Regions from separate parts of the Capra hircus genome. Here region 1 is linked to region 2. A link is a contact called in public Hi-C data. All regions are on one chromosome and are shown on one strand. Each heading gives the region's core, a stretch centred on a gene start, on an enhancer-like site or on the middle of the called end of the contact. The rest is flanking DNA. Distances are from core to core; before and after follow the strand shown.

What was found. A called contact is a pair of places that touch in the nucleus more often than the background predicts.
Region 1: a contact with region 2 is called in a Hi-C map of blood, with 2.4 times the contacts expected there. The contact joins two enhancer-like sites. A contact is called at or near these places in 2 of 5 Hi-C or Micro-C datasets (both in blood).

The regions. Positions count from the first base shown.
Region 1 is chr18:12,282,283-12,285,202 of ARS1.2, forward strand. All of the region lies in intron 1 of USP10 (ubiquitin carboxyl-terminal hydrolase 10), which reads left to right. Among named protein-coding and RNA genes, the nearest start is that of USP10, 21 kb to the left of the region's middle. Within about 2 kb of position 1,394, at least 3 of the 5 cell types and tissues checked have an H3K27ac peak or open chromatin away from gene starts, as enhancers often do.
Region 2 is chr18:12,113,038-12,116,238 of ARS1.2, forward strand. No RefSeq gene overlaps it. Among named protein-coding and RNA genes, the nearest start is that of TLDC1, 10 kb to the left of the region's middle. Within about 2 kb of position 1,769, at least 1 of the 5 cell types and tissues checked has an H3K27ac peak or open chromatin away from gene starts, as enhancers often do.

The DNA of each region.
Region 1 (2,920 bases), core at 144-2,643, 170 kb after region 2:
TACTGTCAGCAATGCGCAGTTCACGCACACGGTGACAAAATTATAAATATCATGGTGTCCCAAACTTTGTCTTGTTCAGAATTTGTTCTGACAGTCAAGCACAGTTCAGCATGGATCGTTGGTGCTCAATACATGCTATTAAATCAATGAAATTCCTGCTGTGTATTGAACATTGTCGCCTCCAGGTGTTCCCTAGGCCACCCACACCAATTTCCAAAGTTAAGACTGAGCAGTAACTGTTCAGTAGATGTCACCATCCATCAGGTACTGGGTCCTGGTGAAAAAAAAAAAAAAGAAATTTGAATGGTTCTTTTTATGCAAGTACTGATCTGATTTTTTTTTTAACTTCATTTGTTAATAGTTCTCCCATTTCAATACCTGTACATTTTGGTGGTTTTTAGTATATTCACAGAGTTGTGCAGCTACCCCCACAGTCCATTTTAGAACACCTCATCATTCCAGAAAGAGGCTTCATACCCATAACAGGGACTCCCTTATCCCTCCCCACCCAGCCGCTGGCAGCCACCCTCTTTCTCCTTGCTGTCTCTGGGGATCTGCCTCTTCTGGATATCACCCAGTTCATGTGAATGGACTCTTGCAATGCGTGGCCCTTGAGTCTGGCCTCTTCCACTCAGCATGATGTGTTCAGGTGCCAGCCACCTGGTAGCCGTGTCAGTCTGAGAACATTCCCAAAGCTGTGTTTTTCCGGGTTAGATCCAGGAGATCCTTTTGGAGCTGGGAAGAACTGTGGAGATGGATTTCGTCTGGCATACCCTGATTTTAGAGATGAAGTTAAAGCGTTTATCACTCAGAGCAGTGTTCTTTAGTCATTAAGTCTTGCCAGACTCTTTCAACCCCACGGACTGTGGCCCACCAGGCTCCTCTGTCCATGGTATTCTCCAGGCAAGAATACTGGAGTGGGCAGCCATTCCTTTCTCCAGAGGATCTTCTTGACCCAGGGATTGAACCCATGTCTCCTGTGTTGCAAGAGGATTCTTTACTGCTGAGCCACCAGTGTATTAGTCCTTAACATCTTCTCCTACCTCCCAAATTCACTTTTGTGTTGGGAAAGAGGGAGGAGGGAGGAGAAGACTCTGCCTCCTGTGCTTGTTTCTGGCATTTGACCCTGAAGGCCTGGGCTTTGAGTGTTCTTGGGACACTGTGCCTGGGTCTGGCTCACAGATGCCTGACTGCCGTGGAATCTGTGAAGTGCAGTACACATGCAGCAGAGTGTTTGTTGATCACGCCTTTGTAGCCTAAGTTTTTACCTCAGGCTGACCTCCTATGTCCCTGAGTCCTTTTGAAGGCGGAGGACACTAATTTGGTGGTAGCCTGCACAAAGACTTGTTTCTAGAGTGCAAACCTTGGAAGCTGTATTCCAGCGCCCCCTAGTGCCTGCTCTGGGGGTTGTCCTCCGGGTCCCTGCTTCCTGCAGGAGGTGCTGTTTCCTGTGGCTGCATTGGATCCCTGGAGAGCCAGCAGTGCACCACGCAGGTGACTGGCAAACGCCTTTCCTTCTCCTCACCTCTCCTGGGCTGAGGCTGTGTCTTTGCTTTTCCTTTAGCAGGAACACTGGTATTTCCAGTTCGGCCTGTGCCTTTAGCAGGCTGTACAGCCCTAGGCCCTAGAGGGCCTTCTGGAGTCTGCTCTGGCAACTCAGAGTGCCACGCCCTGGAGCTTGGCTGCAGTGAAGTGTCTTGCATCCACCCTAGCTGTGCCGAGGGCTTGCCCCTTTTCCTGATGTGTTTCTTGTGTATATATTTTTCATGTTCTCTCTAGAAAAGATCGGAAAATAATCAGACGGTAACAGTAGGAGTTCTGAAGGCCTGAGCTGGGGTCAGTGGAAGGGAGGGGAAGTGGAGCTTTATTCTGGTTGAGAGGACCCCTCTACCCCTAGGCCCCTTCCCAGAGTGGGGATGGGGCGGCTCAGCACCCTGTGCTGTGTCCTGACCCTCATGGCCTCCCCCGGCCCCCCCCCCCCGCCCCCCTGGCCCAGCACCACAGCTGGGAGAAGAGCATATGTGGTTGCTTTCTTGTTCCTCCTCTTGACTCCAGTATTCATTCAACTCTGGTGGGCCTGGCTTTAACCTCAGGGATCTGCCTCACTTGATGACAGTGCCAACATTTCTGTAGTGCTCTGTGGTCCATGGAGGGCTCGCAGTGGCTGTTGCCTGGGTGCCTGGGCATGCCGGCCCCTGCAGGCTTGGCAGGGACAGGGAAAGTGGGATTGCACTTCCTCCCTTGCCAGCCTCACAGTCATGAGTTTCAGCTCTCGCTGCTCCTGCAGGACAAACGAATGCATATTGCCAGTGCCATTTTCTTCCCCACTAGATTGTAAATCCTGTGAAATCAGGCATTGACTCATTTTTATCTTTTTTTTTAACACCAAAACTTTTTCTTTAAAAACAGACTTTATATTTATTAATTCTCCAGAGGAAGGAAAATGTTTCATACATGTATAAGAAGAGGGTAGGTAAAAATTTTCCTCACAGCTGAGTGTTTTCAGTTTTAGTTTAAAAACAGCCCCAGCAAGCTCTTTATTTGGAAATAATTTTAAATTTATAAAAATTGCAGAAGTACAAAGAGCCCCCATTTTATTTTTTATTCATATTGACTGGTTAGGGTTGAACCTCACTTAATCATTGGGGTGTGTTTAAGTTCTCTCCCTCTTTATACAGATACCTGTACAAACTCAAAAACACATGAAAATACAGACACGTTTTCTCTTACCCTTTGAGGTTTGAGGGTGGGTTACATGCACTGGGACCCTTTAGCCTCCTTGTCTGCTTGAATGTGTATTTCCCATGAATATTCTCTTAAAGTAACCACAGTTGGACAGCTATCACTTCCATACGTTGACATGGACGCAGTGTCTTTTTCTGACCCACTGTTCGTATTCTGGACTTGTCAGTTGGCCCTA
Region 2 (3,201 bases), core at 519-3,018:
AGTTGGACATGACTAAGCGCATGCACACACACAAACATACAAATAACTGAATCACTGGGCTGTATGCTTAAAACTAACATGATATTTGTAAATCACCTATACTTCAGTAAAAAGTAATTTTTTTAAACAAGAAAACTGTGTTTATTTGGAGAATGCCCAGTTACAGATCTTGCTCCAACATCTCAATAATAAGTTTGGAAATACCCAGAATCTTCCAAGCTCACTTACAGCACAGTTTGGGTTTCCAGCCCCTCCAGTGGTATGTATTCCCAGGTTGAAAGAACAGATTCGAAATAAGCATCAGAAACACGGTGATGGGGAAGACTAAGAAACAGGCCATAGGCGCTACTTCAGTGCCGTCTTTCTACACAACCATTTGGACTTTTTGTGTTAAAAAGTCTCAACTGCAGAACAATCTAAAAGCTTTTAGAATAAATCCCAAAGCAACTAAAGTATAAATGGTTTTTCCATTTCTGGACCGTACTATGAAATGAAGTTTGTGTGAATCTCTGTCAAACATAGCCTGAGGCTTTCTCTATTCATATAGCTGTTGCTTCTGGAAGGCAAAGCTCATAAAACATGTTCATATACACGTGATGGACAAAATAAATGTGCAAGAGAAAACAAATCTCCCTTTCAAAGAACCCCAGTAATTTGCAGAGCTGCTCCCAGGGGGAGGAGGTGGACCATCGCTCCCTCTCCTTAGGCCTGGGCTGCACGCAGTAGCCTCCTTCCAAGGAGGACAGGACGGAAATGAACTGTATGGATGACAAGACTGACCAGGCACCGCAGGCAGTGACTGTGGCCGACATCAACTGTGATACGCTGGGACTTCCCTAGCGATCCAGGGGCTAAGACTCCTCACTCCCAATGCAGGAGGCCCGGGATCGATCCCTGGTCAGGGAACTAGATCCCACATGCCACAGCTAAGGAGTTTGCAAGCCATAACTAAAGATGCCGCATGTCACAACTTAAAAAAAATATATATATATATATCTCCTGCATGCTGCAATGCCACAACTAAGACCCAGTGAAGGCAAATAAATTAATTATTCAAAAAAAAAAAAAACAGTGATAAACTGCGTGGACAGAAGAGGCCCCTTAACCAGAGGGCCCCTTTGTGACTCTGGTCTGGGGTGCCCTCAGCTCATCACGGACCCAGCAAAGGCAGCTTCTTCACTCTGCAAGCTGGCCTGAGGTGCAGGACCCTTGACCCCTGGGCTCATCTGTACTTCCCTGGACCTTCTGCACAGTCCCTATCTCCACCAGCCCCACCGGGCACAGCTCCTCCGGCTGTCTGGACACCTTCTATCCTCTCTCCATGAGCTCACATCTCCACGGAAGGGAGAGTGAACACCTCCAAGGAGGAAGGTGTCAGAGGGTCAAGGTCACGGAGCTGAGGGGGGATCTGAGGAGAGACGTGTTGGAGGGCTGAGTCCATCCCCAGGAGGCGGGCAGGGAGCTGGCCTCTGACCTCAGGGCTCGGGGGTGGGGGCACAGTGCCCCTCCAAGGGCTCCAGCCAGTGGCCACGTCACATGCCACAGCCGAGGGGTGGGGGCGGCGGGGCGGGGTCTGCTTCTGGCAGTGACCATCCTGCCACCCAGCAGACGGTCAGAGGTATGAGATCTGGGGAGGACTCAGGGCACACACTGGGCGCAGCCACCTAGAATCACGGTGGCTCTCCCCAGGGCCCCATGGTGACAGGCTGCAGGGGCTCAGCCAGCCCAGGGCAGACTGGGAGCCGCCAGTCCGGGGATAGACACTGCCCAGTCAGGGGAGCTGCAGTGGCCCAGGAGGCCCCCCAAGGAAGCACAGAAGGGATCAAAGTCAGCTCAAATCACGGGCCAGACCCAGATGGCCTGAAGCCAGCCTGCCCCCCAGGAGGCCGATCAGCAGCCCCCAGTGACATTCATGTCTTAATTCCCAGGACCTGCGGGTATGTGAGCTGACATGGCAAAGGAGACTTTGCAGACCTGATTAAGTTAAGGATCTTGAGATGGGAGATCATCCTGGATTATGCAGGTGGCCCGATGTCATCACAGGTCCTCGTGAGAGAGAGCGTGCAGCTCAGACGAGGAGATGTGATGATAGAAGAGGTGGGGAGGGGAGAGGACTGGTAGGAGGGAGGGGCTGGAAGAGGCTATGCCTGCTAGTTAGAAGATGAAGGACTTCTAGAATCTGGAAAAGGCAGGGAAGGAATTCTCCTCCAGAACCTTCAGAGAGAGCATACCCCTGCAGACACCTTGGTTTCAGACTTCTGACTTCCTCAACTTGAAGCCTTAAGCCACTAAATGTGCAGTCCTTTGCTCCGGCAGCAACAGGAAACCTATAAACTCTCATCAGTCAAATAAAAACTTTCTGCCTGTCACCACCTCTCCTCCTTCCCCCACAAGCCTGCAGAGGGCAGAACAAGAGTCACCAGATGCAGCAGATAAAGACACAAAACACCCTGTAGAATTTGAATTTCAGACAATGACTATTTTTTAGTATGAATAAACCCAAATATTGCCTGAAAGTGAAAGGGTTAGTCACTCAGTCGTGTCCAACTCTATGTGATCCCACAGACGATAGCCCACCAGGCTCCTCTGTCCATGGAATTCTCCAGGCAAGAATATTGGAGTGGGTTGCCACTTGCTTCTCCAGGGGATCTTCCCAACCCAGGGATCAAAGCTGGGTCTCTCACATCGCAGGCGGATTCTTTACTCTCTGAGCCACCAGGGAAGCAAATATTGCCTGGAACATACTTAAATAAAAAGAAAGGATTTTTTCTTCATCTGAAAGACAAATTTAACTGGACATCCTGGTTTTATCTGGCAATCCTAGTCAGAAACAGCAGCTGCAGGAGAAGGATAGAGCAGAGAAGAAGAAAACCACCCTCCCCCTTAAGATCCAGGGCATACACTCCAGGGGAGGAGAGAGATTTCATGTTAAATCCAGCTCCACACCTGTTAGCTAGGTATGACATAGCTTTATGGAACGAACTGGGACCACTTTCCATCTAAAGTGAGCCTGGGAGCTAATTTCCTAAGAATAGAGAGAAAAAAATCCCAGGGAATGTCTGGGTGTTTCATCCAAGGACAGAAAGGTGGCTCTCTGCCTCCATCACACTGAGCAGGTAAAAGGGACAGCAGGAAATAAAGCTGGCTTTGTGATGGCACCTGCTACCTTGGACCAGTGATAATGGGATGGATCGGCTCAGT